Regions from separate parts of the Mus musculus genome. Here regions 2, 3, 4, 5, 6 and 7 are each linked to region 1. A link is a contact called in public HiChIP or PLAC-seq and promoter capture Hi-C data. All regions are on one chromosome and are shown on one strand. Each heading gives the region's core, a stretch centred on a gene start, on an enhancer-like site or on the middle of the called end of the contact. The rest is flanking DNA. Distances are from core to core; before and after follow the strand shown.

Region 1 (3,052 bases), core at 156-2,655:
CATGGCTTGCTCGACATCAGCGGCTCTGGAAGCTTTCCTGGAGGCAGAGGACTGTTCCATTTGCATGCAATCAATTATTTCTAAAGGGATGGATTCTTTATCTCACTCTAGACTTAATTTCTCCTAATTTCGAATTCTTTATTCTTTCAAAGGAACAAGCTAAAGATGGTCAGAGGTGTGTATGAGTGTTGCTTGGGCACATAAGTATGGTAAAAAAATGACCATTTACAAAGACAAAGAAACAGAATATAGATTTTATACGTGCTTCTTGTCAGGAAAAATATACTGTTTAACTTAGAACAGGGAAGAATGGTGCCTAGGAGGATATGATGACAATCTTTCTAAAGTTAGTCTCCAATAATGTTAATGACAAGGTTTCTAATTGCCAGAAACTGAGTAATTTAGGTTCTGAAGGAAACAGTTTTAAGATACTGGGTTGACGGACGGATACTATTCAGAGATACTAAGGCATGTATAGAAACGAGTCAGACAGGCCTAGAAACCACCTTATGTCCCAAAACTTCTTTCTAAATGGGTGACCTTGGATAAGTCTCTTAACCTCTTTTGGCTTTGCTTCCTGTAAAATTACTGTTTAATCAGAATAGTTTCTGTAAAGAATTGGGGACCGTATTTGGAATAAAATACAATAAATGATAGTAGTTATCACTGTCAACTTTCAATGACTAAAGATGCCCCGCTCCTCAGCCAAAACGTAGTGTGGAGAATCCGGATCTGACGGACAACACGGAAGTGCCCAATAAGAGGCCGGGGTAGGGGGGTGGGGGAAACAGTGGAATCAAACCAATGGCATGGGCCCTTGTTGTTGGCCGCTTTCTGGCTGATCCACCAATAGCTTAAGGATGTGACTTGGGAGCGACACCCTGACAGTCCAATGACGCACAACCAACCCACACTCAGCAATTCGGAGGGGATAAATCAAGGAGCCTGCACGTATAGATTCCGTTATTAGTGCAGTCTCGAATGGTGAAAGGAGCTTGGGGGAAACAGCCCCTGAGAGAGGCATTAGTGAGCTAAAAAAGGGGGAAGAGATGACTGCGCTAGGTGATCTCGGCCGCCATCATGCTCTAGTTTCCCCTTCGTCTCTCTGGGTCCGCGACCGAGGAAGCGGCCTCTGGGATGCTGAGGGGGTGTGTCCCCTCATGATTGGCGCAGGCCGCTCAGCCAATCCCAGCTCGGCAAACGGGAAGCACTTAGCCAATGAGGGGAGACGGCAGCGGCGAGGACTTAAGGGAGGAGGACCAGCGGCTTGACGGGCACGAAAGCTAACCAGTGAAAGCTAGAGGCATCCTGCCTGCGGCCAATGGAGTGGGGCTGTGGGCGGGCGCCAGAGTGTTTGTGTTGTGGTTTTGGGGGAGGGAGGCGGAGGGGAAAGTTTGTTTATTTTGTTTTTAGTTTCTGGGGTCCCCGAGCTTCGGCAAGGTGAAGCGAGCGACCGTGACCCCCCTCGCCTCTCAGCCTCCCCGCGACGACGCCTCCACAGCTTGCGGAGGAGCGGAGACCGCGGTCACCGCTGGGCTCCACAGCGGAACGCCGCGCACTCGGAGCCGGCGCGGCTCAGCGGTGAGTGAGGATCGTGGGCCGCGCGGGCCTGCTCCTTTCTCGGGAGCCGCCAGGCGGAGCGGAGCGGGGCGACCCAGGGTGGGCGACTGAGGACGCCCTCGGGGGCGCGCGGCACGGCCCGCTGAGGTGCAGCGTGTGCGTGTCCTCGCGCGCGCGCGCGCGCGACGGGAGCGAGCCGGGCGGGAGGGGCGGGTTGGGGGGGGCGGGTGGAGAGAGCGCGCGCGACCCGAGTGGGCCGCGGCGGGCCGGGGCGCTTGCCCGGGGCGCGCTGTGGGATCGCAATGTGCAGACGTGAGGCGGGGGAGGGGTGTGTGAGGGACGCGCGGTCACGTCGGTCGCGAGGGCCTTGGTGTCCCCAAGTATTGGGGCCGGGACAGACCGGCGTCACGCGCCTGCAGGTGTGAGCGGAGGAAAGGGCTTCCGGGTGGGCCGGTGGCTGTCCGAGCGCTTCGTGTCGCCTAGGGCCCTCTGAGCTGCAAATGCCAGGCGGTGGGGCGCGAGCATCCGGTGTCCCCGCGCGGCGGGCGTGCAGGCTTATGTGCTGGACCCCGATAGCGAGGTTCCACGGGCATCCCGCGAGAGCTGCGTGCGGTCGGGGGTGGGGTGCTGTGGCGAGGCGATGCTCACTTTGGATGAGGAAACAGACGAGGGGCGAGGGGCGGAGGGATGACAGATTTGGAAAGAGCCTTGGGAAGGGTTTGCTACCTAATGCTGGTAAGGTGCCCTTTAATTCCAAACTAACGGATTTGTTAGTCCATGATGGCTAAATAAATATCTGGTCCAGTGAAATTCACTACAGTGGCTATCACGACACCCAAGAACAGCAGCCGTCTCATCCATCCTTAGTCTTGGACGCAGGTCACCCGTCTGAGACTTTGAGCTTCAAGCTTTCTCCTGTGTCTTTGGGCTGCTTGGATTCTGAATAAAGAGTACCAACCAAGACTCCGTGAATAAAAACATCATTTGTACCTCCTTCACAGTTAAACATAGCAGTAAGCTGTACAAAAATCACACATCCTAGCCTTTTGTGAAATGTTTCTCTTCGCTTGTGGGAGATTTCAGTTCTTGACTTTAAAACTATGTGTTCGCCGTGGGTTTTGAACGCTCCTTAAAGAGCAGAGCATGGAGACACTTGTATAGCATGAGTATCGATGTAGTAAGTGGGAGGGATATCAGTGTAGTAGTAGTCTCTACAGGTAGGCATATACTGGATAACCAGTATCCAGAATACAGATTAGACTGGTTTGTCCCACTTGGGATGCATGCCTCTGTGTGTTTTGTTTTGTTTTGTTTTGTTTTTGAGACAAGGTCTCATCATGTAGCCTCCGCTGGCCTCGAACTGCTTTGTAGACCAGGCTGGTCTGGAACTTACAGAGATCCACCACCTGCCTCTTTCCTGAATGCTGAATTAAAGAGGCTCAGCTTGTTCTTCACTGTTTTTAAGGGCTTGTCTTAAACTTGATTGTCTGAG
Region 2 (3,052 bases), core at 199-2,698, 700 kb before region 1:
GGCAGGCCGGGTCCTGGGCAGAACCAAAGCCCAGGCTGGTTCTGAGGAGGACACAGGAGGTCTCGATGCCTTAGACACCCTAGATATCACCTCACCTTTTCCCCTTAACCGGGAAGCTTAAGATCTCTAGCTCCTGAGGCAGGGGGCAGGGCAGCACACACCTTCTAGGACACTAAAAGCTTTAGGGATCTAGATTGGTCCACTGGAAAGAAACCCACCGCTGCCTCCTCCCCAGGAGCCCAGCACCCCGGACCTGGCCTCCCAGCCCTTGGGGCCACCCAGTGCCCGGCGCCTGACTCACGCGCTGCAAGGCTCCAAAGTTCACTGCAGGGAGAGGAGGGGGCGGCCAGGCGTGGGGGCTGGGACAACCAGGGAAGGATCCAGCCCTAGCCGCCGTCGCAACTCACCTCGGCGCTGACCAGACGCAGGTAGCAGCAGAGAGGAAGGAAGAGCGCCCAGCAGCGATTCATGCCGACTCCGGGCCCGGCCCCGCGGGGCCCCGGACGCGTAGACGGAGCGCGCCGCCCCCGCGGCCAGGGTTGGGGGCTGGGGAGGAGGGTGGGCTCCGCTCGGGTCCCCCGCGATCAGGCGATCAGGCCGCTGCAGCCGCCGCCGCGGCTCACCCGCATGGCCCCCGGGCGCCGCCGCCCCCGGCCCCGGCTCCGTCGCTGGGGGGCTGGGGAGGACCTGGACAAGGGACCGGGGTCCAAAGCCGCTACCTGGGCGGATCCCGAGCCCACGCGAGCATCCACAGTCTGGGGGCTGCGTCGCGAACCAGCCAAGGCGTCTAGCCGTGTGGGGGCGCGCAGGGGACTCCAACCTCAGAGAGGAAAAGGAACACGGCAGCCGATGGTTCGTCTTCACTCGCCCGCTAAAGGCGTGTTCCTCTGCCTGCTGGCTTAGCTTTTTTGCAACATTTTCTGGAACGGACCCCCAGATCAGAAAGCGCAGAGCTGGGGACCTCCAAGCCCAAGTCTCCAAAAAAAAACTTTTTCCAAAGTTGGCTTTGCAGCGGCGGCCCGAACACCCGGGCAGGGAGAGGTGCAAACTCCCGCCCGGGCCGGGTGGCGGGGCGGGAGCGTGTGCGCCCTGGCGCAGGGCCCAAGCGGCGGGCACGGCTGCTCCGAGAGCGCGGCGCGCCCACTGCGCGCTGGGCTGGTCCGGGCCGACAGGTGGACGCGGCTCGGGTCAGTCTGTCTATCTACCCACTCGCTCGCCACTCTGGGCTTCCTCTGCGGGTTTCGAGCTGCGGCTGCTCCGGCTTTCTCGTTGCAACGAAGCTAGAGGGTGGGCTTTTTTTTTTTTTCCTCCTTTCCCTTTTGCGCGTGTGTGTATGTGTGTGTGCGCAAAATATCTCTCTGGAGAAAGATGGGCGCTGGCGGCCGGAGGGAAGCCCTCAGGGAGGCAGCGGGGGAGGCAGGCAGGCTGCTCCCGGCTGCAGGAGAAGTTGCCACCCTTCAGCTGTTCCGGCCTTTATAAAGGAGAAGGGAGAGTGCAAGAGGTGGGTGGAGACAGCCTTTCCTCTCCTGGCCCGGAGTCAGCGCCGGGAGGGGGCAGGAACCAAGGGAGGTCCTCAGGCAAAGACTGCTGCTTGAGGGGTCTCTGAGAACTACGCAGCCCCTGTGACTGTGAATCTAGCCTCTTGGCAGGAACTGAAGGTGAACTGCGGCCCCACCCATTAGCACAGTGTTTAGGGGCCTGTCTGCAGGGCCAGGACCAAGGCCAGGAGTGTGGCCCCTGAACCCCAGAACCAGACATCTGCAACCTGGCAGCTTAGATTCCATTGAGTCTAATTAAATAGCTGGGTCACCTTGGGCACGTCACTTTCCTTCTGTGATTCACCCTACATTCTCTAAGTGGGGGACAAAGTGTGTGGATTAAATGTCAGAATGATCAGAAAACATCCAGCCACACACCAGCCCCAAGGTTGAAGCTCTAAACCCACAGCCAGCGGGAACCCTTCAGCTACAAACTGGGTCTGCCTCTCCTTGCTTGTCGCCTGGCACACAGCATGCGCTGCCATGCCAGCATAAGCTGAATTTGAGTCTGTTGAACTGCAAAGTCACTCAACCCACCCCACCCCCAGCCCTGCACCATCCTCCCAAGGACTGCCACCAAGATGCTGCCTTCAAGTCACCAGGGTGTTTACTACCCCTCTCTGCCCCCCACCCAGTTCCAGGCCCAGAGGCTACCCACCCACACCAGCACTCTCACAGTTAACACCTTCCACCCCCAGCTCAGGGAACTGCTGTGTCCCTGCCTTCAGCAGTCACACTGTCACAGTGACACAGTCACACGCAAGCACGCTTGCCAGCCCAGCACCCACCACAAGACCGGCAGGCTCACTGCAATGCCTCCTGCCTTTAGGGCACCTTGCCCTCATCCACTTCTGCTGCCTGTCATCTCCACTTGGTCTGTATCCCCATATCCACTGAATGGTGCTGTTGCCTCTCATGGCCCTGGATGAGGTGGTACTGATAAGGAAGAACCTCTCGGGCCTCTTTACACGTGGCTCCAGGTACCCCATTTTTCCAAATGACTAGCTAGCAGAGTGGCTGGGAGGTAGCCTGGAGCAGGTGACCTCTAAGGTAGGTTAAGCTCACCAATGGTACCTTGATTTCCTCTTCTGTAACTCGGAGACATAACCGGAGGAGAAGAAGAATTGCAGAGGATCGTGGGAAAATGAGAGGGGGCTGGCAATGTTTGCCATCTCTGTGACAGTGGGCTCCATAGGTTGGGTTGGGGGTCTGGGGAGACCCCCATTTGGTAAAATGCTTAGAAGAGGAGCTGAGTCCAGTCCCAGAACTCATCTAAACAGGCATCGGGAAGGTAGAGACTAGCACTTGCCGCCCGCCCAGACAGTCTAGACCAATCTGTGAGCTTCAGGCCAATGAGAGACACTATCTCAAAAGACATTGACAGTGTTTCTAAGGGTGACACTGGAGGTTTTCCAGTCACCTGAACACACGCGCAGGCATGCACACACACCACACACATATACATGAACTTGGTTTTAAACTGATACGTGCAGTACCTTGATGCAGTGAAAGGG
Region 3 (3,052 bases), core at 188-2,687, 650 kb after region 1:
CTGTCAGTTCACTTGGGAGGAAGACCATTCATGTTCCTTGAGTCAAAAATTTGTCAGACACAAGCAACCCTAAGCTACACCCAAGCTATCATTAAATCCTGGTGGTTCTTATAAATCCATTCCAGGCAAATGCTCTCTTACCCCTTCCACCAATAGGTCACAGCCATCTCTTGCCTGAGAGAGATGTGCCTTCCGTATTCTACTCTCCACAGGGCAGCAGAGAGGATCGGGTTTGAAATGTCAATCAGTAAGTGCAACCACTGACCCTTTCCTACACAAAGTCATGAATCATTTGGCCCCCCATTTGCATTTCCACTTCAGTCAAACAGGTCCCTATGACCAACTGAAAACATGTCACAACAAACTTCCACCCCAGTTCTTTCATAACGAGCAAAAGGCACTTCTGGTTGATTTAAAGGAACGCGACTCTTTTGAATAAGACACCATGTAATATTCCCTCACCTACTTCTCAAGGTCTAGAAGAAAAGTGTAATATTTTCTTCCCTCTTCATAGATTACAAACGTGAGATTTGAGATTACCTGGTAAACATATGATAGAATTGGAATTAAAAAACTCAGATTACTCTTCACCGGAACATAAGCTGTCTGAATGGATAGGAATGGTCCACGGTGACTCTACATGGCTAAAGGTACATGCTGGGAGTTAGGGAAGAACATGGGAAACAGTCTGAGGAAAAGAACCAGAGGAGGAATGTTACCTGTGCCAAGAATGTGAAGTTTCAGGGAAAAGGGAAGTGTCAAATGGAAGGAACTTAGATACCTCTAAATCGAAGAACAAAGCACTTAACTCACAGTAACTATACAGGTAGTACATAACACCACCGATCTTGACTTAAAAAATAAACAAACAAACACCCTATCTTTTCCTGGCAATAAGGCTGACTAGGAATGTTCCATTAGCTATTGCCACTTGCCTGGGATAAGGTGTGACACCAGGCTGGCAGTAGACTTACAGCAAGCACCCCATCTTCACACTTAGTTTTTCCGCAGGACCAATTTGGACGAAGTTTGTGTGCAGTGAGAGTTGGGTAAGGGAAGGGTTGGCCTTAAACTTTTAAACTTCAGAAGGCAAAGAAAATAGCAATTATCTTCTTCCCTATTCCCTCTGGACCTTTGTGACTGATAGTCCAGACAGTCTCTGGGAAAGTCCAGAGGGGACTGCGGCAGAGGGTGGCTCCTGGCCTCGCCCTCCCTCTTGTAGCAGCAACTTTCCATTTATGCCCGTCCTTTTCGTTCCAGTTGTGACAGATTCGGTCCCCACATCTCCCCCGTGCCCTTCTCCCCGACCCATCCCGAGATTTACTTCGAAGCCCCAAACCCCTCCTCACCACGGCTCCGGCCACGGCGTGTACCAGACTTTCGTAGGACAGCACAGAGGCCATGGTGCCACACTTTTCACTCAGGCGCCTCAGAGTGTGCGGGTTCGTGAAAGGACCGTCTCAAGCCCCACCTCTCAGAAGTCTCCCCCGCCTCCACCAGAACGACTGCTTCCGGGTCACAGACTGCCCTGGTTCGCTGGGGAGAACAGCCGGGGAGGCGAGTGTGAAATGCCCAGGAACGCCCCTGAACATCGATTGGTCCGGATCGGTCAAGGGGCGGAGCAATGCTCAGTGGCTATGGAAGGATCTGTGTTCTGAGCACCCCCTGCAAAGGTTCCTAGCCCCTCAGTCTGTCAGTGTGCTTGCACACTAAATTGGTTAGTCAAGCCCATAAAACGGGAGGACATAAAAGTCCTTAATGACTCCTGCACCCCAGTTCCTTGCAAAATATATGTTGGCAGGCTCAGTTGTTAGTGCTTGCTTAGCATGACTACCAGCAAACCATAAACACCAGTAAACACAGTACTCAGGAAGTGGAAAGAGGATCTGGGGACTGAAGAGTTGGCTCAGTTAAGAACAAGTACTGCTTTTGCAGAGGATCCTCGTTTAGGTCCCAGTATCCCAAGCAAGTATAGTTCCAGGGGGTCTGACCTTCTCGGGTTTCCGCGCACACTAAGACATACACACACACACACACACACACACACACGACTAAATAATTTTGTTAAAAGAATTTAGTACAGAGTCACCCTCAGCTACAGAGAGAATTTGAGATTAACCTGGGCTGAGACTCGTCTCAAAACAAAAGCCAAAACAGACCTAAACCCTAAAACGTAGCCTGTAATCCCAGTACCATGGATGCTGAGAAGTGGAGTTGGCTAGCCAGAACTATAGAAACAGCGTCAAAACAAAAGCAACCCTCCAGGATAAGCTGATAGCCATAGATAAGGGGGTGGGTCAATATCTCCAACCTTCGTTTCTCCATTCAGCCATCCCAACACCCGCTGCGAGATATAGAATCAAGGCTCTGAGGCCCGGTAGTTAAACCTCTAGCATAGTTTGTTTAAACTGACAATTTGGGGCTGTATAGATATAGCTCAGCAGCTAAGAACGCTTGCTCTTCAGTTGCTATCACACAACCCTCTATGTCCCTCGGGACAGACGCCACAGCTTTCTGTCCTCTGAAAGAATCCAGGACTGCTTACATAAATGCACTCATGCACATAAAGGTAAATCTAAAAGCAAAGTCAGTATTTTACCCTTCCACTGTGATAGTCTTAAGGTTTCTATTCCTGCACAAAACATCATGACCAAGAAGCAAGTTGGGGAGAAAAGGGTTTTATTCAGTTTACATTTCCACATTGCTGTTCACCACCAAAGGAAGTCAGGACTGGAACTCAAGCAGGTCAGGAAGCAGGAGCTGATGCAGAGGTCATGGAGGGATGTTTCTTACTGGCTTGCTCAGCTTGCTTTCTTATAGAACCCAGGACTACCAGCCCAGAGATGGCACCACCCACAAGGGGCCCTCCCACCCTTGATCACTAATTGAGAAAATGCCTTACAGCTGGACCTCATGGGGGCATTTCCTCAAGGGAGGCTCCTTTCTCTGTGATAACTCCAGCTGTGTCAAGTTGAACACAAAACCAGTCAGTACACACGTTTCACAGAACTGTTCAAACTTTCCAAACTTGACACTGCTGTGTCTGCTTTCC
Region 4 (3,052 bases), core at 147-2,646, 610 kb before region 1:
TTGTGCTGCAAGCGCTTTTATCCCCCGAGCCATCTCACCAGAAGATACTTTTTCTAGAACGTTCATTGTCCAGTACACAACAAACCTCAGATTTGACTGTAGCAGGCTTTTCCTTTTTTTTTTTTTTAAGATTTATTTATTATTATATGTAAGTACACTGTAGCTGTCTTCAGACACCCCAGAAGAGGGCGTCAGATCTCATTAAGGATGGTTGTGAGCCACCATGTGGTTGCTGGGATTTGAACTCAGGACCTTTGGAAGAGCAGTCAGTGCTCTTAACCACTGAGCCATCTCTCCAGCCCATAGCAGGTTTTTCTGAAATCTATCTAGTCAAAAGGCTTCCATTCTGCTGATTTGGTGGCATCAGGTGACGTACAGGACCTGGCCATTTGCTGCTAGACGCCTTGGGTCTTTGTAGCTGCCAGACGCAGATGGCAGTGTGCAGAGACCAGGTAGCACTTGGTCTAGGCTGCTGCCCCTCAGCGCCTGCCCTGCCTGCCTGGGGTGTGGGTAGCCCTGGAGCCCCTGACATAGTCTTTGAAACCCTATCATAGGCCACTCCCCTCCTGTTCCCCTGAGCACCAGCCTGAACTCAGTGTTGCTTAGCCATCATATTGATGTTACAAGGTACAGCAAGGCTACCTGCTGGCCTCTCTCTCTCTCTCTCTCTCACCACCTGGTCCCCTGGTCCCTTACTTCAGGCCCTCCACTGGAGGCTGGTTACCTTGTGAGTCTCAGTTTGCCTTTTCTGTCAGTGAGCCATTCTAAATCACCTGCTGGGTTTCATGAGCCAGATGTAGAGCCAGTGAGCCCGAATATCCTGTATGGACAGGTCTGTGGTATCCTGTGGCTCACCAAAAACCTAGCCCCTTCCTTCCTTCCTCCCTCTCTCCCTCCCTCCCTCCCTCTCGCCCTTCCCTCCTTTCTTCCTAAATCAAGATAGGATCTCACTATGTAGGCCTAAGTATTTTGGAGCTTGCTGTCTAGACTGGGCTGGCCTCACATTTCCAAAGATCTCCTTCTCTGCCCATCAGGCGACCCCCCTCATCCCCTGCTTTCTGCTCTGCTCTGCCGCTGTTTTGCCTGTGGTAAAAGCAGCCGGTAGAAGAAATCACATCAAGTATGTGGCATGGTGGCACAAGCCTTTAATCGGCACTCGAGGCAGAGACAAGTGGGTCTCAAAGTTCAAGGCCAGTCTGCTTCTACATAGTGAGTGAGACCTGTCAGAAGGAAAGGAGGAAAGGAGAAAGAAAAACAAAACAAAACACAAAATATGTGACCTTGTGTCTAGGTTGGGCACCAGAGATAAGACTCAGGAACTCAGAATGTCTTGTGTGCTTAGCACATCTCTGCCTCTGCCCTCCCTTGCCCCTCCCCCGTTCCCACACCCCAGCCCTTGTGTCTAGTTTCATTGCATATTTCAGTTCTTCCCTTAATGGCTGGGTCAGGATCCACCTTGTAAAGGGCTGTGGGCTTTGCTTAATCTTCCTTCAGTGTCCGGAACCTGTGGCCTCAAGCTCGCTCTCATTTTTCCTCAGGAAAAGCTTGCATAATTCCCCCAAGTGCCTGTGCCTGTCTTCCTTCTGTTGCTTCGCTCTGCACCTTTCAGCATCGTGTAAAGTGCAGGCACTTAATAGAAATTCAAACATCACAGGCCCTGAGGCCTCGGGGATGTCACGAGGCAGTCATGAGGCCATAGCTAAATCGGACCACTGTCATGTGACACATAAGAAGACAAGAAAACAGTGTGAATGGTTCTTGGATTTCCCTCATTGTCTGTATCTCGGTTTCTTTAATCCTCTGGGTGTCAGCTGTGAGCATGCCAGGCTGATACTGAAGTGACAGTTCTTTATAGAAAGATACAAGGAGGGGGGGGGGCATCAGTTAAAAGCACTAAATGCTCTTTCAGAGGGCAAAGCTTCCACTCTCAGCACCCACATGGTGACTCACAGGGCGATCTGACGCCCTCTTCTGGCCTCTATGGGTTCTGCACACTGTGGTGCACAGACAGATTATCACTGCACATAAAATACAGTTATTGTTGGGTTTTTTTTGTGTGTGTGTGGTTTTTCGAGACAAGGTTTCTCTCCCTGGCTGTCCTGGAACTCACTTTGTAGACCAGTCTAGCCTAGAACTCAGAAATCCATCTGTCTCTGCCTCCCGAGTGCTGGGATTAAAGGCGTGCGCCACCACGCCCGGCTAAAATACAGTTTTAAATAAGTGGAAAGTTGTTGCTGAGGAGACGTCTCAGTTGGTAGGTTTTTGCTCTGCAGGCATGAGGACCTGAGTTCAGTCCCCACTATTCACCTGAGAGTTGGGCACGGTGGCTTGAGTTTGTAGCAATAGTGTGGAGGGAGGCAGGAGGATCTCTGGAGCTCACCAGCCAGACAGTCTAACTGAACCTCTGAGCTCCAAGTTTAGTGAGAGGTCCTCTCTCTAAGAGTAAGGCAGAGAGGACCAGAGGAAGACCTGACATTGATTTCTGGCCTATACATACATACATGTGTGCACACACACATACATGGGTACACATACATGTGTGCACACACACAGGTGCACATGCACACATTCGTACACACACAGATGCAAAGCAACAGCGAGTGGGAATGGGCAACAGCAATTGTCCCAGCTTCCGCTTCCAGCTCACCTCAGGCCACATAAGCCTTTTTCAGTCTCTCCGAGATCTGACCTTTCCCCATCCAGGAAGGAAGCATGACGGTGACAGGTAGGTGCCCTGGGTTTGGACCCCATTTCTGTCACTTACCAGTTGTGCAGCTTCAGGCACATTCATTAACACCGGCTATATATTAGTTACCTATCACGGCATAATAAATTGTCCCTAAATTATGGCCTTAAAACAGCTGTCACTTGTCATCTCAGTTGTTGTGGGTCAGGAATCTGCTTAGGTAGGCTCCATTGCCTCCAAGTCTCTCACAGGCTAAAGCCGCGGTATCAGCCAGCGCAGTGGTCTCATGTGATGACTCTACTCCGGATGCATCCATTTCAAGTTTACTAAAAACGGTGCTGGTTGAGTTCCAGTCCACCCCCATTC
Region 5 (3,052 bases), core at 244-2,743, 600 kb after region 1:
ACCCACACCTCACCAGTTATAACCTTTACCCTCTGACCCATCCTCACCAGTTATAACCTTTACCCTCTGACCCATCCTCACCAGTTATAACCTTTACCCTCTGACCCATCCTCACCAGTTATAACCTTTACCCTCTGACCCATCCTCACCAGTTATAACCTTTACCCTCTGACCCATCCTCACCAGTTATAACCTTTACCCTCTGACCCATCCTCACCAGTTATAACCTTTACCCTCTGACCCATCCTCACCAGTTATAACCTTTTCCCTCTGACCCATCCTCACCAGTTATAACCTTTACCCTCTGACCCATCCTCACCAGTTATAACCTTTACCTCCTGACCCATCCTCACCAGTTATAACCTTTACCCTCTGACCCATCCTCACCAGTTATAACCTTTACCCCCTGACCCATCCTCACCAGTTATAACCTTTACCCCCTGACCCTTCCTCACCAGTTATAACCTTTTCCCTCTGACCCATCCTCACCAGTTATAACCTTTACCCTCTGACCCACACCTCACCAGGTGCCACTCACTCTGTAACTGTAGTGTCATTTTCTTCTCTTTTCCTACCTACACCCTAGAAAGCCTTCTTTCCTGTTCAGTTAGACCCACTGAGCAGCTCCTGTAGGAAGAAGTACCTGCACCCCACAGACATTAGCATTAATACAAAGCCTTTTTCGTTAGATAGCAGCACTAAGCCCGTAGCACGTCAACCCGCCCACATTTATCGCATGCGTAAATACCTTACAAGGGAGCTTTCTATCGATCTGGTTATTCCGGTAACACTCAACTGCCAGGTAATCAATGTGCGGCCAGCAGGAGCTTGCTTAGCCCTGTGGCATTTGGCTCCATAAAGCCACCAACTCTAGCTTTTCTAAAGAGCCCAGGTGAGTCACTAGCTCAGCCAGTGACTCTTGCTATTGAACATAGCCTTGTTACTGAGTAACTGATAATTTCAGGGAGGGAAACCTAATTTGAATACTGAATAAAAGAAAACATTATTGGATTTGGCTTCTCTATTTTTCCTCTTCTCTGTTTGTTTATGACAAATATTCCATACTCATTATTGTCTCCACTTAAAAAAAAAAAGAATAATACTTCACAAATTTGTGTCACTGTGATGGCTAGTCTTGGTTGTCAACTTGACACAAACTAGTTACCTGGTGCATTAGTCAATGTTCTCTAGAGGAACAGAAAAGAACCAAGAGGATAAAGAAATGTATTGAAAAAAAGGTATTAAATCAGCCTAAGAGACGGAGAATGCAGTAGTTGCTCAGCCCTTGCAGCCGGGTACCTCAGCAGTTGGAGTGGTAGGCCTCAGTCTAGTTCATTATAGGAAACACCATGATTGATCAGCAATTGCAAAGGTCTGCATGAGTCATGCCATTACGGATATCGCATTACCTGAGTGACCCATTAGAGCCAGACCGTTATAAACAATGCTTGCCCTGTCCTGCCCATTACAAGTCAGGCCATTATAAACAATGCTTGGCCTGCCCTGCCCGTTGTGAGTCAGGCTATTACAGACATTGCTTTGCCAGTGCTCCCACTAGAGTACCTACAATCCCTTTTGCTACTCCAGTGCCCAATTAAACACACTGCATTTAATTCACCCAACTGAGTGGCAGCATCTCCACACCCTGGGGCCTGGCACACGGAGAGCAAGGACAGAGCTCTGCAAACGAGCTCCTCACCGTCTTCTGTCTTACGGCGTTGGTGAAGGGTGTGTCTTCTGATGAGGTCTTAAACAACAAATCCACTCAAGCATTCCAATTTCCCTGAGCCTTAAAAATCCCTCAACGTTAAGCTGAAGAAGAGCAGCCATCTTTGGCTCCTTCTAGCCGGGCAGCTTTCCACAGACACTCAGCCAACAAATCAAATGAACTTGTGGTACCTTTAACTGTTCTAGCTTCAATAGTAAACCCAGAATCTTCCCCCCCGGGGCTCATACTGATACACTCGGCCTCTCTAGCGCCACAATCCTTTGCCTCCACACTCCTTCCCTTAAAATCCATTCCTACAAGTATTCCCCAGATGTCTGTCTAAATGAGTTAACAAATTCACTAAGTTCATTTGTGTAATACAGCAGGCATGGGGGTGGGGGGGCATCCTCTGCTAAGGATCAGAAGACGATTTCCTCAGGCAGACTGGGCCCATGAGAATCTGAGGATTCAATACCAATCTCTCTCCTTATGGTCCTTCCACACATCACCAACCCAAGTCACATGATCCTATTCTTTTATAACCAGCACTCTCGTTTTTTAACTGCTGGCACCCTTAGAGGCTGGGAATCACATTGGCACTGTAAGTCAGCTAACTGCAAGGAGGGCTTGGGTTTGGCTTTCTACAAGTTGAGTTCTAATGGCTGCTGGCTTCTCTTCCAGGGCACACTTAGGAACCTTTGGATTGTTTATGCACACCTGGGGAATCATCAATTTTATAACTCAACTCATTTTTTTCCTCTTTTTCGTTTATCCAAAGACACCAAAAGGAAGCAGGCAGCCTCATGACTTTCCCACATTCAAAGGTTTTCTAAAAAAGTCACTAATGCCTTGCTTCTCGCAAGAGGCGAGCCAGGCACATAGGATGCATCTATCTTGCACACTTCTTTAAATAGCTCACACTATGGACTTTCCGTGTTCTCCGTGCTACCCGAGCAGCCTTTAGCAACCATGGATTTCATGCAATTGAAGATCCAACTCCAGAGACCAGAAAGCCCATTGGAGAAATTCATCCTTATAATCCTGTTTCTCCAGAGCATCCCTCGTACCACAAGTTATATTAGTCAATGTTCTCTAGAGGAACCGAATCAATTGAATACACACACACACACACAGAGCACATATATAACATGTATATTACATACACTTATATATGAGTGGATCTAAAGAAATTAAGTCAGTTTACATAGCTTACATTGAAATAACAACCGGTGTCTCATACCAGAGGGGCTGAGCTCTCAGTCCACGAGGCTTGGAGCTTCAGCAGTCCCAATGTGATGCTGAAAACTGGAGAGTTTCCAGAGAGTCACTGCTCCTCAGTCAACA
Region 6 (3,052 bases), core at 178-2,677, 580 kb before region 1:
CTACTGACTTGACAACGTCTCATCTCAGAACCACACCAAACTCAGCATGCTAACGTGGAACTCACACCTTTCTCTTGCTCCATAAACCTACCTGAGCCTGCAAAAAAAAATCTGCAGGGATCTTTGACACACTTCTTCCCATCAGCACTGTCTTTTTATTGTTGTTGTTTTCTCGAGACAGGGTTTCTCTGTGTTGCCCTGGCTGTCCTGGAATTCACTCTGTAGACCAGGCTAGCCCCGAACTCAGAAATTCGCCTGCCTCTGACTCCTAAGTGCTGGGATTAAAGGCATGTGCCACCACACTGGCCCATCAGCACTGTCTTAGGCCATTTCCTGTTGCTTTAATAAAATGCTTGATACTGGGGGGCTGGAGAGATGGCTCATCGGCTAAGAGCACTGACTGCTCTTCCAGAAGTCCCGAGTTCAAATCCCAACAGCCACATGGTGCCTCACAACCGTTTCTAATGGGACCTATGGGATCTGGTGTGTGAAGACAGTTATAGTGTACTCATACATAAATACACAAATCTTTTAAAAAAATTGATACTGGATTATTTATTCATTTAATGAAACAGGGTGTCATATAGTAGTCCATGCTGGTATCAAACTTCTGGTCCTCCTGTCTCTTCTTGTTGTTGTTTTTGTTTTTTTTTTTCAAGACAGGGTTTCTCTGTATAGCCCTGGCTGTCCTGGAACTCACTCTGTAGACCAGAAATCCGCCTGCCTCTGCCTCCCAAGTGCTGGGATTAAAGGCGTGTGTCACCACGCTCGGCTCCTCCTGTCTCTTCTTAAGGGATGGGATTACAGGACTCAAATTTATAATCCCCCTGCCTCAGTCTCCTAAACTCTGGGATTACAGTTGTGACTCTCCAAATCGAGCTTCCGCACCGTGCTTCTAGAACAAACAGACTCTTCCTTTGGGCACTGGCCAGTCACGCCAAGTGGCCTGCAATTACATTGCCAGCTAACACTACACTCCCATGTTACCGTCCATAAATTTAACTTCTGAGAATTTACAACTACTCGGAATTGCAGTCTTCTCCAAATCTAACTTCAGCTAGTTTGGCATTGGGGTGGCCTCCATTATAAGATCAGGCAGTCAGTCACCCACTACTCTTGTAAACTGAATCATTCGTTCTCTCTTGCTCCCTCCTCGCTAAGCCGCTTTAAATAGGATCTCAGGATCTCCATCGGGGTGAAAAAAAAATCCGGGAGAAAGCACACCCATAAAGACCCCAGGAAACAAGAAAGTCGAAGAAAGTAGGCTGATGGGGTTGGGGGTGGGGTGGGGGCAAGAGCCGCGCTTGCTCAAGGCGCCTCTGCTGCGCCTCCTCCGCTCCGCCGGGGGCGCTGTGGATAAGCTCCGCGGCAGCCCGAGCCGCTCTAGCCCCTCATCCCGCCACTCCGAGAGCCTGGCGCGCCGCGGGGTCCTCCAAGATGGCGGCGCAGAGGAGGAGCCTGCTCCAGAGTGTGAGGAAACCGACCCGCTCTCCGGGCTGGGAGGGTTGGGAGCTCGGGTGTGTCCTCGGGTGCAGGAACTGTTGTCTTTAGATGGCAGAGCATGGCCCTCTCGCCCCAGAGGCCTTTGGGGGCTTGCAGCGCGCGAGACCCACAGCCGGCTGGCGCCGCGCCTGTTCTGCGCGTGCGCGTCGCAGGCTGGGGCCTCTAGGGGGTCAAGGGCGCCGGGGTCCTGCGGAGTGGGAGCGTCCTCGAGCCGGAAGGGGACGTGGCGCCGCCGAGCGGGCCATCCGGAGCGTGGACACGACTAATAATAAATAGCCCCCCGCTTGTGTAAGGCGTGCTGTATCTCTGGCATTGTGTGGACCGCCTCGCGTTTATAAGCTTCGCCAGCAGCACCGGAGAATAGTTAGCGACTAAAAGTTTTTACAGACGAGGAAACCGAGGTCAGGCAGCTGGTGAGCGGCAGAGGCAGAGGCAGGATTAAAATAGTCTGGTTCCAGAAACACCCCTAAGGTTTAGGCTCCTCAAGTGAGGGCGTAGGGTTTTACTTCTGCCTCCCAGTTCACCGGGTCCCGTTGAAGGTTGGCTCCAGGCACCCCGACCTGGTCATCTGGACCTCCACGGTTTGATGTAGTCTACCCGTCCCTGCATCTTTCTCACATATGTGCAGTTACACATGTATGTATGTTAGCTCAGAGTACTGTTTGGATCTGCCAGGACAGGGCGGGGATCCCTTGGCCTTCCTTACCGTGGCACTCTGTAGGAGTTGCCTCTGGATGTCTGCTTCCTTGAAGACCAGCGCCTCTTAGCATGTTGACTTCACCACCCTACCACCCTTGCATGCTAGGTGCTTGGTCAGTGTCTGTCACAGAATGAGGAAATTGGTCAGGAACTAGGTCTTGGCTTTTCAAGGGTGGGGGGAAGTAGCTTGCCTGGCCTAGAGGATCTGAAGCCAGAGGGAGACGTGGGGGAAGAGAGAGATGGCTTTCCCTTCACTATTGTGTGCCTGCTCGGGCCTTTTGTAAAACCCTGGGAGTAAAGAGGTCTGGCTCTCTGTTTTGTAAGGTCCCAGAGGGCAAGGCCCTTGTATAAATGTCCCCATTGTAGAAAGCGTCTGGGGAACACTGATATGATTGTGACCTTGAGAGAAAGAGGGGCTGGGAAAAAAATAGTGACTGATGCCGACTGAGTTGGCTTGCTAACAAGAGAAAGGTCGACTGGGTCAAGTATCTTCTGTCTCTTCCTTGTGATGGGACCCAAAGAACACCAGTTAGGGCAGAGTGTAGGCTTTTCCCAGCACACAGAGAATGTGTTCTCTGTGTATGCTGGCGGACTTTAAAAAGGGGGAGGGAGGGCCGGCTTTAACCCGTAGTGTCTTGATGCTAGGGAAGGAACAGGAAAAGATAACTGTGTAAGGCCCCTTCCATCCTCAGGATGAAAGGACATACCTACTGAGAGGAATCCCGGTGTCCCAGCCGGGCAGGGTGCAGGGCTTGCTGACCTGTCCTTCGTCCTGTGTCTGGTGAGAGCAGCTCCAATATCTGTGTTCTGCAAATGACCTTGAAAGCTGCTAGTCTGGGCCTCTTGGGAA
Region 7 (3,052 bases), core at 320-2,819, 540 kb before region 1:
TGTCCAACTCTGTGCAGGGCAAGGCCAGGCCATCTCTTTTCCTCCACACAACTGCAGGGGGTGGTACTTCTCATTGCCTCCTAATGCAGAAGGCTCAGGGCAGGCAAATGGGAGTGTTTTGCATTATACTGAAATCAAAGGCCATGCAAGTTGTGTGTGGAATATAACCTATGGTAACTGGCTGGCATATGGGAGGGTCTGGGTTTCATTCCCAGCGCCACAATAAGTAAATACATTCAGACAAATTGATAACCTTGAGAGGGAGACAAGTTATAGAGGTGGTGTACTGGTTTTTAGGTCACAACAGAATGCCTCAAATCAAGAAAAAGTGTCAGGGCTGGAGAAATGGCTCAGTGGTTAAGAGCACCCTTCCAGAGAATCTGAGATCAAGTCCCAGCACCCATGTCAGGTGCTTCTGACTGCAATCCAGCAGGGCTCTGGGGATATTTAGATCATTTAGAGCCGGGTGTTGGTGGTGCACGCCTTTAATCCCAGCACTCAGGAGGCAGAGGCAGGCAGATCTCTGTGAGTTCAAGGCCAGCCTGGTCTACAGAGTTGAGTTCCAGGACAGCCAGGGCTACACAAGAGAATCCCTGTCTTGAAAAAACAAAATAAATAAATCTATCATAGGTGACCTGAGTGCTAGAGATGCCCATTATAAGCAGCATCCTGGGGGTGGGGGGTGGGGAAGAAGAATGGAGAAACCTCCAAGTCTGGGGTTGAATCCCAGATCCAGCACATTCTGTCACCCTCTGCGCCTCATGGGTGGCTTTGTGCATTGATGAAGAGGGTGGAGGCAGAAGGATGTACAGAGGCCAACACATCCGAGCAAGACACAAACTAGCACGGACACTGTGTCGACCCAGTACCCAGTGTTTTAGACGCTTTCCTGTACCAGGCCTCTGCATAGGGCTACAGTGATGTACACACCGGTCAGGACTTTGTCACACCACCACACAGGAGGCCTGTGCCCCCAGCCACAGTATGCCCACAATCACGCCACAGTACGGATCTATCTACACACCCCATGCACATAAGGGCCAATCTATCACACGCTGCAGAACACAGACACACAGATCCACTCACACGCAGAGCCCGACAAGCACTTTGGCCAGCTCCGCCTCACACAGCACACACACCCGCACAGGACGCCCGGGCAGTGGGCCGGCGCACGCACGGTCACAGGCAGGGCACGCGCACACTCGCGCGTCCGATTGCTGCGCACACACACACACACAGAAACACACACATACACACGAAAGAGGCGCGGGGCGGTGGCGGGAGCTCGCGGTCCAGGCGCCCCTGGCCCGGAGCGCGCAAAGCCCGGCTGGCGGGGGAGGGGACGCGGCCGCGCGGGGGCGGGGCGGGGGCCGGCGGGAGCGGGCACCTCCAGCGCAGCGCTCGGCCTCGCCGCCGCGCCCCCGCTACCGCCCCGGGGTGCAGTCAAGCGGCCGCGCCGGGCCCGCGGGACGGGGTGGAGGTGGGGTGGGGGGCGGGGATCGGGCCGGGCCCGGGCCGCGCTGCCTGCGATGCCGGGCGCCCGCCGCAGCCGCCGCCGCCGGAGCCCGGGATGGGGCGAGGAGAGGCTGCGGCGGACGCCAGCATCTCCCCGCCGGGGACCCCGGGGGCCCCGGAGCCGCCGCCGCCGCTGCTTCTACCGCCGCTGCTGAGACCCAGCGGACGATGGGTGAGTTGACCCTGGAGCCGGGGACCCGCGCCGCAGCCCTGCATCTTCCCCGCACCCCAGGCCTCGCCTCCGCGTCCTCCCCACTCCCGTCTCCCCCCGTGGTGGTCCCGCAGCCCCGGGGGCGGGGGCATGGGGCCGAGTAGGGGCGAGATGTGGGGGACTGCTTAACCGGCGCCCCCTGCCCCCACCCGCCTGCTCTCCGCAGCTCTCCGTGGCCGCGGGGCAGAGCCTGGCGCGGCGACCCCCTCCCTTGGCTGGACCGGGGTGGGGTGGGGGCGTCCCGAGGCGCGGAGCTCCAGCCATGCTTTGTGCGCTGCGCTCCCTTCCACCTCCGGCGCAGCTCGGGGCTGGGGGCGCGAGGCCTCAGCTCTTGCCTTCCCCACCCCCGATCCCGGGCTGCTGCGGCTGCTGGCCGAGGCCCAGGCGCGGTTGGGGTGCTGGGCGAGTGTGGGGGCTGTGGCTGGAGCTGTAACTACAGCTGCCTTAGTGGGGAGCAGGGAAAAGCTTAGCATGAGAGGCCCCCACCTTCTACTGGGGAGGGGTCTCCCTCTCTTTGCACTGCACTGCCCAGGGCGGAGGAGGGCTCCTGGCTGGGGGAGGGCGCTATAAATATCTACAAATAGTTCTAGAACCGGGCTGGGGTGGGGAGGGGAGCTTGCTTGGTTGTGCTAGTGGCGGGGGTGCCTGAGCTGGGGCGCAGCATCTCTGACTGCTGCGCCCCAGTCATCTCCGATGGCCTGAGGTCTGATGATGTTCCCTCGCCTGCGGAACTCAGAAGGGGGATGTAGGCAGGAACATTTTCCCTACTGGGATTTTTCTGTGGTCCTCCATCATCTCTGGGACACGGGTGCAGAAATGCCTTCATGGGGGATTGACCTGGAGGGACACAGTTATTAAAGGTCCAGGCAATGAGCCAACCGTGAGGATGACAGGGAGAGCAAGACAAGGCTCTCTCCTTCTGGGAGCTGGCAACTCCAGGATTATTAGTGCTGCCCAACGCTAAGGAGATAGGCAGGGTTTCTGGGAAAGTTAGAAAGAGGGGCTCTTTGCTCTAGGGAGGAAGAACCTACTGGAAGACGGAAAAGTTCCCAGGGCTGAAGAAATAGTAAGAGAAAGGACCGAGAGATGTGCTCTCTGGTGTGTTGAGAGATGGTGTGTAGCATGGTGGGACACTGAACCACGAGGAGAAATGAGCTGAAGAGTGGGTATCCATGTGTGGCCAGCTGTGGTTGTATAGTGATTAGTACTGTATGTTATGGTTGCAACAACCATGGTTCGAATCTGAGTCCCAACACCAGTGATAGGACAAATGCCGTGAGAGGTGAGGTGGGGGTACTTTTGGCAGGTGGTGCCAAGGTGTGCCTT

The links. Promoter capture Hi-C pulls out the DNA fragments that hold promoters and counts their contacts. HiChIP or PLAC-seq counts read pairs in DNA pulled down with a chosen protein or histone mark.
Region 2: an H3K4me3 HiChIP or PLAC-seq map of embryonic forebrain shows a contact between it and region 1, with 4 times the contacts expected there. The contact joins the promoter of Pdgfb here to the promoter of Tnrc6b in region 1. A contact is called at or near these places in 1 of 39 promoter capture datasets (hippocampal neurons), 1 of 484 Hi-C or Micro-C datasets (cortical neurons) and 3 of 115 datasets of contacts at active chromatin or transcription factors (embryonic forebrain, memory CD8 T cells and pancreatic cancer cells).
Region 3: a contact with region 1 is called in a promoter capture Hi-C map of pre-B cells, with 4 times the contacts expected there. The contact joins the promoter of Slc25a17 here to the promoter of Tnrc6b in region 1. A contact is called at or near these places in 8 of 39 promoter capture datasets (the 3T3-L1 cell line, 3T3-L1-derived adipocytes, the C10 cell line and 4 more), 1 of 484 Hi-C or Micro-C datasets (pro-B cells) and 6 of 115 datasets of contacts at active chromatin or transcription factors (T-cell acute lymphoblastic leukemia, astrocytes, large pre-B cells and 3 more).
Region 4: an RNA polymerase II HiChIP or PLAC-seq map of embryonic stem cells shows a contact between it and region 1, with 7 read pairs. The contact joins the enhancer-like site here to the promoter of Tnrc6b in region 1. A contact is called at or near these places in 8 of 39 promoter capture datasets (cranial neural crest, embryonic stem cells, hippocampal neurons and 2 more), 4 of 15 datasets of contacts at CTCF or cohesin (the NIH/3T3 cell line, large pre-B cells, pro-B cells and 1 more), 38 of 484 Hi-C or Micro-C datasets (B cells, CD4 T cells, CD8 T cells and 21 more), 28 of 115 datasets of contacts at active chromatin or transcription factors (the SCID.adh cell line, SST interneurons, T-cell acute lymphoblastic leukemia and 20 more) and 3 of 9 other capture datasets (embryonic stem cells, liver and pancreatic islet).
Region 5: a contact with region 1 is called in a promoter capture Hi-C map of the SN4741 cell line, with 4 times the contacts expected there. The contact joins the enhancer-like site here to the promoter of Tnrc6b in region 1. A contact is called at or near these places in 1 of 39 promoter capture datasets (the SN4741 cell line), 3 of 484 Hi-C or Micro-C datasets (the Ba/F3 cell line, CD4 T cells and the N1E-115 cell line) and 9 of 115 datasets of contacts at active chromatin or transcription factors (T-cell acute lymphoblastic leukemia, bone marrow-derived macrophages, embryonic stem cells and 5 more).
Region 6: a promoter capture Hi-C map of pre-B cells shows a contact between it and region 1, with 5 times the contacts expected there. The contact joins the promoter of Tab1 here to the promoter of Tnrc6b in region 1. A contact is called at or near these places in 21 of 39 promoter capture datasets (the 3T3-L1 cell line, 3T3-L1-derived adipocytes, the C10 cell line and 13 more), 3 of 484 Hi-C or Micro-C datasets (the 3T3-L1 cell line, embryonic stem cells and myeloid progenitors), 15 of 115 datasets of contacts at active chromatin or transcription factors (the 230-238 cell line, the SCID.adh cell line, T-cell acute lymphoblastic leukemia and 11 more) and 3 of 9 other capture datasets (embryonic stem cells, liver and macrophages).
Region 7: an H3K4me3 HiChIP or PLAC-seq map of forebrain shows a contact between it and region 1, with 6 times the contacts expected there. The contact joins the promoter of Mgat3 here to the promoter of Tnrc6b in region 1. A contact is called at or near these places in 6 of 39 promoter capture datasets (the 3T3-L1 cell line, embryonic stem cells, hippocampal neurons and 2 more), 3 of 15 datasets of contacts at CTCF or cohesin (the NIH/3T3 cell line, large pre-B cells and pro-B cells), 14 of 115 datasets of contacts at active chromatin or transcription factors (T-cell acute lymphoblastic leukemia, astrocytes, craniofacial prominence and 8 more) and 1 of 9 other capture datasets (embryonic stem cells).

The regions. Positions count from the first base shown.
Region 1 is chr15:80,709,908-80,712,959 of GRCm38.p6, forward strand. Tnrc6b (trinucleotide repeat containing 6b) reads left to right here and starts at 1,406. Exons shown (of 25, transcript NM_144812.3): 1 at 1,406-1,581.
Region 2 is chr15:80,013,529-80,016,580 of GRCm38.p6, forward strand. It overlaps Pdgfb (platelet derived growth factor, B polypeptide), which reads right to left and starts at 1,449. Exons shown (of 7, transcript NM_011057.4): 1 at 408-1,449. The coding sequence starts at 470.
Region 3 is chr15:81,359,328-81,362,379 of GRCm38.p6, forward strand. Slc25a17 (solute carrier family 25 (mitochondrial carrier, peroxisomal membrane protein), member 17) reads right to left here and starts at 1,438. Exons shown (of 9, transcript NM_011399.3): 1 at 1,350-1,438. The coding sequence starts at 1,403.
Region 4 is chr15:80,104,250-80,107,301 of GRCm38.p6, forward strand. All of the region lies in intron 1 of Syngr1 (synaptogyrin 1), which reads left to right. Among named protein-coding and RNA genes, the nearest start is that of Gm31134, 14 kb to the left of the region's middle. Within about 2 kb of position 1,397, at least 30 of the 459 cell types and tissues checked have an H3K27ac peak or open chromatin away from gene starts, as enhancers often do. A contact at or near this core is called in bone marrow-derived macrophages, embryonic stem cells and microglia, where this site is marked.
Region 5 is chr15:81,309,733-81,312,784 of GRCm38.p6, forward strand. No RefSeq gene overlaps it. Among named protein-coding and RNA genes, the nearest start is that of Slc25a17, 50 kb to the right of the region's middle. Within about 2 kb of position 1,494, at least 39 of the 459 cell types and tissues checked have an H3K27ac peak or open chromatin away from gene starts, as enhancers often do. A contact at or near this core is called in the N1E-115 cell line, the SN4741 cell line and pancreatic cancer cells, where this site is marked.
Region 6 is chr15:80,131,719-80,134,770 of GRCm38.p6, forward strand. It overlaps Tab1 (TGF-beta activated kinase 1/MAP3K7 binding protein 1), which reads left to right and starts at 1,428. Exons shown (of 11, transcript NM_025609.3): 1 at 1,428-1,470. The coding sequence starts at 1,438. Gm31253 (a long non-coding RNA gene) reads right to left here. Exons shown (of 3, transcript XR_384256.4): 1 at 2,910-3,052.
Region 7 is chr15:80,172,152-80,175,203 of GRCm38.p6, forward strand. Mgat3 (mannoside acetylglucosaminyltransferase 3) reads left to right here and starts at 1,570. Exons shown (of 2, transcript NM_010795.4): 1 at 1,570-1,687.